4 separate regions of the Mus musculus genome follow, and all the other regions are linked to region 3. Evidence: chromatin contacts called from public promoter capture Hi-C and targeted proximity ligation data. All regions are on one chromosome and are shown on one strand. The core of a region is the stretch at or near the end of the contact, and the rest is flanking DNA. Distances in the headings are between cores, read along the strand shown. Region 1 holds the start of Smc5 (structural maintenance of chromosomes 5). Region 2 holds the start of Mamdc2 (MAM domain containing 2). Region 3 holds the start of Cemip2 (cell migration inducing hyaluronidase 2). Region 4 holds the start of C330002G04Rik (a long non-coding RNA gene).

Evidence for each region. Promoter capture Hi-C pulls out the DNA fragments that hold promoters and counts their contacts.
Region 1: a contact with region 3 is called in a targeted proximity ligation map of astrocytes, with 4 times the contacts expected there. A contact is called at or near these places in 4 of 39 promoter capture datasets (the 3T3-L1 cell line, cranial neural crest, embryonic stem cells and 1 more) and 1 of 130 datasets of targeted methods (astrocytes).
Region 2: a contact with region 3 is called in a targeted proximity ligation map of pancreatic cancer cells. A contact is called at or near these places in 1 of 39 promoter capture datasets (embryonic stem cells) and 1 of 130 datasets of targeted methods (pancreatic cancer cells).
Region 4: a promoter capture Hi-C map of liver shows a contact between it and region 3, with 2.9 times the contacts expected there. A contact is called at or near these places in 1 of 39 promoter capture datasets (liver) and 2 of 130 datasets of targeted methods (embryonic stem cells and stem cell-derived neural progenitor cells).

The regions. Positions count from the first base shown.
Region 1 is chr19:23,272,369-23,275,430 of GRCm38.p6, forward strand. It overlaps Smc5 (structural maintenance of chromosomes 5), which reads right to left and starts at 1,529. Exons shown (of 25, transcript NM_001252684.1): 1 at 1,266-1,529. The coding sequence starts at 1,450. Gm33950 (a long non-coding RNA gene) reads left to right here and starts at 1,540. Exons shown (of 2, transcript XR_386613.2): 1 at 1,540-1,637; 2 at 1,856-1,991.
Region 2 is chr19:23,446,867-23,449,682 of GRCm38.p6, forward strand. Mamdc2 (MAM domain containing 2) reads right to left here and starts at 1,456. Exons shown (of 14, transcript NM_174857.3): 1 at 1,159-1,456; 2 at 714-827. The coding sequence starts at 1,192.
Region 3 is chr19:21,776,904-21,780,011 of GRCm38.p6, forward strand. Cemip2 (cell migration inducing hyaluronidase 2) reads left to right here and starts at 1,437. Exons shown (of 24, transcript NM_001033759.2): 1 at 1,437-1,883.
Region 4 is chr19:23,074,424-23,077,161 of GRCm38.p6, forward strand. It overlaps C330002G04Rik (a long non-coding RNA gene), which reads right to left and starts at 1,482. Exons shown (of 8, transcript XR_001782629.2): 1 at 1,334-1,482.

The sequences.
Region 1 (3,062 bases), core at 279-2,778, 1.5 Mb after region 3:
CTCTCTTGAATAACCAGATTGGTTAGCCAGAGCCAGACTTGGGAAGAACTAGGACACACTCCTCCACTCTCAGGCCTCACAATCTATAGGCAGATCTTATCAAATAACCCTTTCAGCTCTGCATTCTTGCTTTCTTACTTTAAATATTCTTGCTTGCTATCTGGCACCCTTTCAAAATCACAGGTTCCCGACCGCCTGCCTGCAGGATGATGCTGGAGTTCTTTAGTATAGTAACAGACAAGCCGGAACAATCGTTTCCAACCTCTATTCACCTATGTTCTTACATTCTACCTAAGGTCACTCACGAAACATTACAAACTGGCTTTCAGGCAGTTCCTTCTTTGGGTAATCGTCTTCCCTCCTTTTCTACTTTAGTATCTTCTTCACAAAGCTCTGATGGTTGGGGATGGACTTAGCCTTTTCAGTCTGTGCCTCCCATGAAATCCTGGGTAGATAAGTTACAGCAGATAACCTCATGCTGAGTACAGTTACCTTTCCTGATCAGGATTCAAATTAGCAATTTTGCTATTAGAATCTATACAGACCGGGGCAAAAAAACAATAGCCATGAGTTTATGTCATCAACAAAGACAGGTAGAAACGCAGCGATGTGTAAATAAAACAAACGAACACCTGATACACAACTGCTTGAAAAAAAAATGGTATTGTTATTAAGGGTCTATAAATTATGCAAGCCTACATTTAAGAAAAAATACCTCGAAAAGATAACTCTAAGATGATAAACAGATAATGATATTTCTGGTAACATTTAGAATCTACTCAACTAGTTGGGGTCGGGGCAAGGAAGAAAGGAGGATTGGACGGGGCAAGAATCTGCAAGGAGGTACAAAAACTGGGAACACGATTTTTAATTTCTTTGGTACACTCTAATCTCCAATCAACAACCATTACCATGTCATCTGCCCATTCTGGAAATCGTGTACACTTTTTAAAATTTGCCACTCTGCTGTAACTGTCGAGTTTTGTGAAGTGCACAGGTCCGTGGTAGATCGAGATTCGCAGATTAACAAACTAGAGACCCGGCCCCTTCGTATCTACTGCCTAGAGCCGACGCCTTCCAAAACCACTGGGTGGATAAAAACATCAGGCCACACGCCTACTACAGCCAACACGGCCAGTCTTCGTGGCCTAGGCAGGGAATGCCTCAGGGTTAGCCTGGCACAGGTTCCCCACCGCCGGGCACAGCCCACCGCCCCGGGCCTGCGGGCCGCTTGCTCCCGCCCAGCGCGGCCTGCCGCCACTCACAAGAAGTTCTCCATGGCGATGCGGACGATTGAGCCCTCGACGAAGGTCCCGGACGGCCGCGGCAGCGTCGGCAACGGGTTCGAGTTCTTTCTCTTGCTCGGGACCTCGGAGGAAGCATCTCTCGGGAGAGACCGCTTGGAAACCTGGGGGTTGGGGGGAGCAGCCTTCCCGCTCGGAGTCGCCATCCTGGCTTCCTCCGCGTCCCGCAGCGGCTTCCGTTCCCGGCGAGCCGCAGCCCAGGAGCCTCCGCGCCCGGCTCCCGCGCTAACTGACCCCGCCTGACCCCGCCCCCGCGGCCCCGATGCGCTTGCGCGGTTCCGCCCCGCAAACCCGAGGCCACGCCCCGACCAACGCTCCCCGGTGGCCTCAGAGGTGCGATGTGTGTGTGTGTGTGTCTGTGTGTGTGTGTGTGTGTGTATGTGTCTCTGTGTGTGTCTCTGTGTGTGTCTCTGTGTGTTTCTCGTGTGTGTGTGTGTGTGTGTGTGTGTGTGTGTGTGTGTGTGTGTGTGTGTGTGTGTGTGTGTGTTACTACTTTGCAACGGTCCCTCCCAGAACTCCAGGCTTCATCTGTCTTATGTTCTACATTGCAGTTTCCTTCCCTGGTGCTCAAATGAACTCCAAAGAAAAGATGCCTGTTGACTGTGCCTGTTGTTGGAAGCATGGCACTAACAACCATCTGATGCTCTCAAGATTGTGAAGAGTGTATTAATTACTTGCCCACTCACACTTCCTAGTCCTTTTATTGTATAATTTATTTATTTTTATTTTATGTGCATTGATGTTTTGCCTGCATGTATGTATGTCTGTGTGAGGGTGTCAGATCTCGGAGTTACAGACAGTGGAACCCAGGTCCTCTAGAATAGCAGTCCGTTCTCTTAACCACTGGGCCATCATGCTATCTCCCAGCACATACATTTATTTATTTATTTGAGACAGACTCTTTATATAGCTCTAGATGGACTACTACTCACTAGAGAGCCCAGGCTGGTCTTGAACTTTTACTACTTCTGCTTCCTTAGTGCAGCCACCAGTTCCAGTGCAGCCACCAGATGGCCTCTCCCTTCAGGGTTTCTTTTTTCTTTTCTTTCTTTCTTTTATTTAATTAAGCATTTCACTTATTTACAACCCAAATGTTGTCTCTCTCCCCCCCCCAGAGTTCTTCCCCCCCCCCCCCATCGCTCCTCCTCTTTGACTCTGAGAGGGTGCCTCTCCCTTGGTATCCCCCCTCCCTGGGGCATCCAGTCTCTGCAGGACTAAGCACATCCTCTTCCACTAAGGCCAGACAAGGCTGCTCTCTGCTACATATGTGCTGGTGGCCTTGGACCAGCCCATGTATGTTCTTTGGTTGGTGGCTTATTCTCTGGGAGCTCCTAGGGGTTCAGGTTAGTTGATATTGTTGGTCTACCTATGGGGTTACCATCCCCTTCGCTTTCTTCAATCCTTCCTTTAAATCTTCCATAGGGGTCCTTTCAGGGTCTTTAAATTCCCTGCTTCTTTAGGAATGGCTCTACCTCCCTGTGCCCATGTTCATCTCATTAGCCCTTTCAAAGATTATGCCCCTGAAGCCCATAGGCAACATTCACCCAACCAATAATAACCGGCCAGAGACTAGGGTAATGGGGAAATAAAGATAAACCATTAAATAGTTTTAAGTAGGAGAGGCCTGTGATCTAATTAAAGCTTTTCAGTCATTCTGCTTGCTGTGTGGAAAACTCATTGAAAGGAGACCTGGGGAGGCCAGTTAGAAATCCCATGCAGTAGAGTCCTCTTTTGACCACTAGAACCAACACTCCTTTT
Region 2 (2,816 bases), core at 206-2,705, 1.7 Mb after region 3:
AAGAGCGAAGAAAGGAAAGGAGAGGGACACCAGTGCTTGTTACTGGAATGTTTGTTTTTTTTTTTACTGTAACAATGAAGGGTAAGAAAACACATCACAGACTCCTTTTCACTTAAACGTTGTCACCGGAACCCCAGCGGTGCAGAGTAATGTGACTGATCAATTGGCCCTAGCCCAGTGGCTTCAGGGACTCCGTGGTGGAGTTAACTCTTTTGTCCAGTGCTGAATTAGATACAATGGGAAAGGATGAATCACAGGTAAAACTGCTGTGGGTGGACCAAAGTGGGAGAGCTTAGCACAGAGGACGCTCACAACCGTGTGGAAAATTTCTGCAAAGCTTCCTGTGAGCTAGTCCGTTTGACAATCTCAGCTCGGGCAAGTAGCCACTGAGACTAGCAAGGCTATCAGCCTGCAGGGGGCACACGGCTAGGGGCAACAATCATTAGCAGAATCCCCTTTGTCCCTTTCAATAGGGTGTGCTGGGGGTAGGAGCGCATGCTCAGAGCCAGGTACACAGCTGTTCCCCTCCGCCCCCTTTCCCGTGGTTTCCCTGGCCACTCTTTGCTGCAGGAGAGTTGGAAGGAGGTTTCATGACTCACACACTTTTCCTCCCAAAGGGAAGTAACTCCAAGATATCTTTACTTCCGGGGGGTTGGGAGGAACAAGACGTGAAGAAAGTTCACCTCGAGCATCTTTCTACGAAGTCCCCTTACCTTCCTCATTTAGTATCCAAGGCAGAAACGCAAACACGGAGTCAAAGCCACACGTGTCTTCTTCAAAGGCGCAGGAGCCAGCGGGCAGGTCTAGGGCATTGGCAAGCTGCAAGGCTGCGGGCACAAAGGGACTTTCAGTTTGGGTTTCTGCCTGGTAGTATTGCACTAGCCCTGGGGACTACCTGGTGAAGTTCGGGGAGTCTTGTGGGAAGGAAAGAGAGAAGGATGTCTGACCTCCCTCAACACTCCTGGGACCCTCCTCTGCGCAACTCCATACCCACCCCCATCCCGTGCTTGACCAGGGAGAGCCGGGAGCTTAGTGGCTGAGAATTGTCCAGAAGAGCTGTTGGATGGCGGAGCGGACACCAGAACCCCACCCTGACAGCCCAAGAGGGAGCGAGTTTCCAGGACGCCCTCCCCGGGGGGGTCTCCTGTTGGTTCTTACCTTGCACTACCAGCAGGACCCCTTCTAGTAGCATAGTTGAACTTCAGGCAGGAGGACCCGCGAGGGCTGCTGGCTCACTGTGGCCCGCTGCTCCTAGGGAAGGGAGGGTGCTAGGCAAGGAGCTGGGGGACCTGCTGGGGGATGCCACAGGCTGCTCAAATTCGAAGAGTCTGAGGAGCAGAGCGCGCTGCGCAAGGCTGTAGCGTCCGGCCACTCGTAGCCCGGTTGGGCCCCGGGCGACTGCCGGACTGGACAGGGAGGAGACAACTGCACACTTGAGAAGGGCCAGCCACCACTTGGGGGAGAGGAGAGGTCAGCAAGTGGTGCCTTCGTCCAGAATTTTAAAGCTGGGGACCAGACCTCTTGCATACACTTAGAAGGGGCAGTCCCTCTGCTGGGTTGAGACCAGAGACTCCTGCCCCGCCCATCCACGGTGGGAAACAGCTTATTTCAGGGGACAGCTTTCCCTGCATGTAGCTTGTAACTATCTCTCTCTCTCTCTCTCTCTCTCTCTCTCTCTCTCGTGTGTGTGTGTGTGTGTGTGTGTGTGTGTGTGTGTGTCCCTAATTTTAACCACCTTTCTTTAGAATGGAAAGGAATGGAATTCTCTTAGGGCTTTCTAGAGGAAATTTTGGATATGGTGGGCGTGGGATAAATTTTAATTCTCAGAGCGTTCGACCCAGTGTTGCTAACCCTGGAATAGTACCCCCCCACACACACACACACACTCCTTTTGGGCAGAAGAATGTCTGGCATGCTTGATGTTCAGCGTTCCCTGGTCCAGTGAAATGGGGGGGGGGGGCAGTCCTCTTCTGCAAACAGCCATTCTAATGGAAGGTTGGGGAGAGGGTCATTTCCCTGATATCAAATAGTTAAAAGTATATTAGTTTTTTTCTGCTTCTTAATCCCCTTTGTATGCTTGTGCAGGCATTTCTGTGTCTAGAGTAGGCTTATTTTTAATCCCCTAAAGAGGCCCATGTTTGAGTCCCTCATCCAGTATTTCTGTGGTGGGACTCCTGATTCTGTACATTTCTAATCAGTTTCCAGCTGAGGTTGGCCCGGACCCACTTTCTGAGGACCGCTGGTCTAAAACACTCCTGTTCAGCTGTCAAAGCTCTGCTCACTGTCTTCAGTTTGACCTCTCAAGCTTGTTTTTCCTACCTTCCACAGCAGCTGTCTTGTTGGGCCTGGATGCCCTTTCTCCCTGGCCCTTGACACTGGATTGACTGAAGCTCGTCCTTAATCTCTTGCTGCCTTTTCTGACCACTCCCTGGGCGCTTTACCTCGTCCCTCACATTTAGACATCACCGCATATATCAGAGGCTGATGACTGATGATGCTGGGGAAGCACAGTAGCTGCTGGCTTCTGTCTCACTATCACCTGACCATTATCCGAGTGGATGCTTGCAAGTTGTCTTGGACTTAACAGGTCTCAAGGAGAATGGTTCACAATGTCAAACTTCCTCTTTTCCACCTTAGTTAACAGCGTTGTTTTCCAATTGCTGATGACAGAAAAACTTGAGAATTTAGAGTCAGGCCCGAAAGCTCTCCTCTTCCCAAGACAATGCCAAATCTTGCCTGTTCCGGACTGACATCACACCAGGTACCCACCTGCTCCATGTTCATATTCAGGCCCTGATTGGTCGCTGCTGGCATGT
Region 3 (3,108 bases), core at 187-2,686:
TAGAGCTTTGTTGAGGCATTTCCAAGTTTTTTAGGATCTCAGGGGATTCTTATTAGCCCCAGTCTGGAAACATTGGTTCAGTTCTACCAAGTCCTAAACCAAACCTTGGAAATAGGGTATTCCTTTTTCTGTCTGCTGGTGTATCATAGCTACACGGTTGAATTTTTACTGGAAGGGGGAGAAAACAAACAAATAAACAAACAGACAGACAAACAACAGTGAGCCTGAAAAATGAACAATCCTGCCTGTACAGTATTCAATGAAACAGTTCCCCAGAGGCGACACGTCCAACTCCGAATTAAATAGAGGATGATGACTGTCCGGATTTGGCAATCTGGCAGCTGTCATTAGCTCCTGACCTCGTGGTCTGACGGACCAAGCCAGGTCGCGCCCTTTGCTGCAGGAAAGGCTTTTCCTCTGCCAGAGCAACTTCCTCCAGGGGACCGGGTGGTGGCAGGGCTACTCATGCCACCCGGCCAGTATATTCTGCAGTAGGGTGGGCTGAGGATTGGTTTTCAGTGTTGCATCTCCGCCTCCTGCAAGCTTCAGCCACTCTAGAGTAGCGTGGCCAGAAGGCGTGACCAGGCCTAGGTATATTTATTCTGGCCTTAGTGTGAGATGCTGGGGCTGCTCCAAGCTCCTAACCAGAACTGGACAACGGTCTGAAGTCAAGAACACACTGACTCTGCTGAGAGGGCTACGAATCCAGCTTCCTTGTTGGCCAGGTGGGGGCAGTCGAGGCGCCAGGACCCGAGGCTCAGAAAGTTTTGAGTGAGGTGGGGGGCTTGCGGGATATTATTGGGGGAATATACTGCTATGCCGAGTCAGCTTCATTCCGGAGCGATAAAAGATGTCGAACTCAGCTATTGGATGATAAAGGAAGAGAAAAGAGTTCAACCCTGTGTGTGTGTGTCTCAGGGGTGGTGGTGGTGGTGGTGGTGGTGGTGGTGTGTGTGTGTGTGTGGGTGGTGGTGGTGGTGGTGGTGGTGGTGGTGGTGGTGTGTGTGTGTGTGTGTGGGGTGGTGGTGGTGGTGGTAATAGGGGTTCAGCAGCCTGGCTAGACCCGAGAAGATGCAGGTTCAGTTTCGAGTGATGAGGGGTGCAGGCTCAGGTCGACTTTGTCAAGAGGTGACAAAAAAAGCAGTATCAGACTCAGCTGGGATGATGAGGTACACAGACTCAGGTTCAGGCCCGCTGCTTTTCCTGAACTCCCAGGTAGTCATCTGTAGCCGAAGGTCAAGGAGCCGCTGGGAAACCCTGGCCGCCGACGGTGTTGGCGGGCGTCCTTCCTGCTGAAGGCAGCTGGAGGCGCTGAGCCTTCGTCTGCAGCTTGTGGTGGGCGGAGCCTCCGCAGGTCTCGTCCCTCTGACAACAGGCCCCGCCCACCCCGCCTTTGACCCGCCTCCCTAGCTCGGGGCCGCCTGCCCAATCCGCAGCACTCTCGGCCCAGCCGAGCCGGCGCTTGTGTGGCCGGAGGCTGATTAGAGGGACCCTAGCGAGCCGCGGCGCCCGCCGAACCGGGGACCTGCGCGGCTCGGGAACGCGCCCTGCCTGCCGCTATTGTCTCGGAGCCGCACAGGCTCGCGCCGCCCGGACGGCGATTCCCCTCCTCTTCCTCCGGGAGGGAAGGATCCAAGAGCGCCAAGCCGGGCTGGCTGGAGGAGGTGGCCGCGAAGGCGGAGGGAGGAGCGTTACTCCCCGGCCCCGACTGCTTCTCCTCCGGCGTAGGTTGCCGCTGAATTCAGAGCGGCAGCGGGACGCGGGTTCCTGGCCATGGAGAGGAGATCTGCACGCGGGGACTCCAGGAGCTCTGCTCCCGCTCCTGCTCCTCTGGCCATCGCGTAGACACCTGAGTAGACCGACGCCAGGAGGGGGAGGGGAAGGTAAGGCTCCTCTAGTCCCGGGTGCCCAGCCCCGCCTCCTTGGCGGTCCCAAGGGCCCGGAGGGCGCAGACCCGACTTGCGCACCTTGGCGTCCTGGAGGCCTGGCTGTCCCTGTGCTGGCGTTTTTTTGCCGAGAAGCACAACATCCTGTGGGTTCCAGCGTCCGCCTTTGCCGGCGCCTTCCCGCCGGAGTTCTCCCATACATAGCGCCCCGAGACTCAACCTTCTTCCATGAAAAGGGGTCCTTAGGAATAGAGGTTTGATCCCCTTTTCATCCACTTTGTGTTCCCGGGGAGGTTAACAATGGGTCTTTTAAAGTCGGTGTGAACAGCCCTAAAGTTTCTGGAAAGGCTGCGTGGGGGACGCGGACCGCAGTGAAAGATTGATGGAATGTGCATTGTGGAGCCTTGGCGTCTACAAGAGCACGCTTGTGTAAAGTTTGGGGGGGAGTGTGGATCTTTGTCTCCTACTGTTCCCCTGAGTTGGTGTGACCCTGCTCCGTGTGGTAAGGCGCAGTTTCAGAATCTGGGCATCTTTAAAGCTGGGGACCAGTTTTTAGCACAGGACCTCACTCACCACAGTTCCTTGGCAGAGTTGGGAGGTCCTGGCAAAGAATGGGGTTCTCACTGCGAGTACCCTGAGGTGCTTCACGTAATACTACTTACTGCCCTCTAGCAATAAAACCAAGGTCTCTGCTGGGGGGCTGGTGTTTGTCACCAGACCCCCTGTGGAGCAGAAACACTCCCCTTAAATTCTCCGCCGAAGGTTAGGAGAACAGACTTTTGACACATCTCCTTTCTTCTGCAGTTGGGGTTAAAGGTAGAGTGCCTGTCTTTTAGGAACTTCCATCTGCTCCTGAACCACACAGTGTGTTGGACTGACTCCCTTGTGCTGGTGACTAGTCTGATGCTACACAGTTGCACATGTTGAAGGGCTGCAGAAGTCTTAAGGGCTCTTACCAGTAAAAAGAAAATTTAGAGGAAGAGGAGGCAGGAGAAGAGTTTCATCAAAGCTTAAGGGAAGCCTGAATTCCCATTGCAACCAGGCTTATCTGTTGGAAATGGCCACTAAACCCAAATACAAACAAATTATATATATCCCTAAAGATTAAGAAAACTTGACCCATTAGCACTGGTCTGGTCTCCATATCCTACTCTGGTGTGTCCCTTATTGTCTTTCCCTTTGAGTTTGCATTTCTGGGCAAAGCAAAATGTGCACCAGGCAT
Region 4 (2,738 bases), core at 232-2,731, 1.3 Mb after region 3:
AGCACTTTAGAAGCCGGGCGTGGTGGCGCACGCCTTTGATCCCAGCACTCGGGAGGCAGAGGCAGGTGGATTTCTGAGTTCGAGGCCAGCCTGGCCTACAAAGTGAGTTCCAGGACAGCCAGGGCTATACAGAAAAACCCTGTCTCGAAAAACCCTGTCTCAAAAAACCAAAAAAAAAAAAAAAAAAAAAAAAAAAGAAGAAGAAGAAGAAGAAGAAGAAGAAGAAGCACATTTGAGGCCTGCCACTGGTCACGTGGGTGAAATCTGAAGTCCACAGTCTCCCAGTTTGAGCCTCCAGTTTGAGCCTCCAGTTAATGATATCTTCAGACTACACCTTGATCGAAGCTTTATGAGACATGTCACGTGACCAGATCTCACTAAGTCACACCCAGGTCTCGATGTTCACTGATGGTTGGCGGAAGTAATTTTTGTTCCCTATAGTATGAGAGGGTACATGAGACTGGTTGCTCACACTAGTGTGAGTCAGGAATCTGGGAGCAATGAAGGCTTATCTCTCTTTCCTCCTTTCTCTTTTCATTCCTTCTGAGCCTCTACCCATGAGATGATGCCACCCACTTAAGGGAGGGCCTCCCCTCCTAGGTTAGTTGTCTTTGAAAATGACCCCCATAGAAAAAACTAAATATGTGCCTCACTAATGCGCTATGTACGACTAAATCCAATCAAGTGGACAAAAATTAACCAGCACAAGTTCACCTTTGAACCAGCAGTGATCACACATGCCTTTAATCCCATTACAGAGGCAGGCGAATCACTTGAGAGATGAGTTTGAGGCCAGTCTGGTCTACAAAACAGGTTCCAGGGCTACATAATGAGACCCTGTCTCAAAAATACATACATACTTATGTAGGGATGGTGCTGATGCTAAGGTCCTGTTCTCCAATTGGTTGTTGATCCATCAATAAAGATGCTAGCGGCCAGTGAGCTGGGTGAAATAGGCGGGACTTCCGGGTCCCCGCAGGCAAAGTAGCAGACACAGGAGAACTAGGAGGGGGTGGAATGGGGTAAAAGAAGGAGGCTAGTGGCTGCAGGAGATAAAGCCGACCAGCCAAGAGGGTTTTCCATTAGAGTGGCCAAGGAAACAGAGCCATTCAAATTATGTAGCTCCATGTGCATCCCGCATCAAAATTCTCAGGGGCATCATAGAGACTCTAACAGCCATTGTGGCCCCCCACTCAAGCTCTGAAGCCTCTCTTCGGAGCCTGTTCCCTCCGTAGCTGCAGTTTTCAGCAAATGCCCCATGTTTCTGACATCTCCAACAGCCTGGGGTCTCCCCTGTATCTTAGACTTCATCTTTATAGTTTTAAGCACTAACCTTTCAGGGCCTCGATGTAGGGAATCCAACCCAGCCATACATTGCCTGGCTTTGGCAGCTTTCCATGCAAGCCTCCTTCGGCAAGCCTCCATGCGCCCCTCATTCTTGAATCCTGTGTTCTTGAAGAATCAACAACACTTGGATGAATCAAAGTTCTGCCCTCAGTTTGAGCTGTAACCTGGGTCACGTGGGTCACAGCTGTTGGGCCTGGGGGGGTATCCATTCAAGAATTAACCAGAGAAACCATCCCCCTAAGCAGCTACATTCCAGGAGGCTTTGCTAAAGCTCTATCTTTCCAGGAACACTCCTTTCAAATGAATCTGCATTACACTTAGCGGCTCCCCGTGGGTGGGCCCTTACCCTCAAGGCCTGCTTCCTAGAGTCCCAGAGTGTCTCTTCTATTTAATGGCACTTATCTCTTTAACCATCACAGACACTTTCTCTGCATCTGCCTTGTTCTTTTTTTTTTTTTTTTTTAAGATTTATTTATTATATCTAAGTACACTGTAGCTATCTTCAGACACTCCAGAAGAGGGTATCAGATCTCATTACAGATGGTTGTGAGCCACCATGTGGTTGCTGGGATTTGAACTCCAGACCTTCAGAAGAGCAGTCGGATGCTCTTACCCACTGAGCCATCTCACCAGCCCCATCTGCCTTGTTCTTAACGTTAAACTCACCCTTACGTTGCAGGACATTTATTTGTTCTTTCTTCATTTACTGCTCTCTCAATAAACCTGGATCTGTATGTGAGTCACAGTCGTGACATTCCATTACTGGTCTTAAGATTTCCTTCAAATGACTTAGTTTTGTTTGTTTGTTTGTTTTTGTTTTTGAATTAGCCTCAATCAGGTTCTAGGACATGGAAGGATGCAGACACAGTCTTTTCTTTCTTCCTTTCTCTCTCTCTCTCTCTCACTTTCTCTCTCTCTATCTATTCTATGTACATTGTGGTTCTCCTCGAACACACCAGAGGAGGGCATCTGATCCTATTACAGATGTCTTTGAGCCACCAAGGGGTTACTGGGAATTGAACTCAGGACCTCTGGAAGAAGAGCCAGTGCTCTTAACTGCTGAGCCATCTCTCCAGCCCTACAGACAGATTCTTGGCCAGAATGTAACGTGAATGGCTTTTAGTCCGGTTTCTAGTAGAGTCCTTGCTCTGTCCTTCTGAAATCTCTTGTCTGCATCTCCACTGGCAGTTTTGTATTCCAGATGCCCAACCCAAAATGTTCCATTATGTTTTTCTTACAGTGTTCTGGGTCTTCATTCACCTGCAACTCCAAGTTCATCCACCATCAGCCATGAGCCATACGGTCAGGCATCCACAGTGTTAACCATACTCTTGCTTCTCCGTTTTCTGTACCCCGTTTTATTTTTTATTTTTTTCTGTTGCTGTGACAAA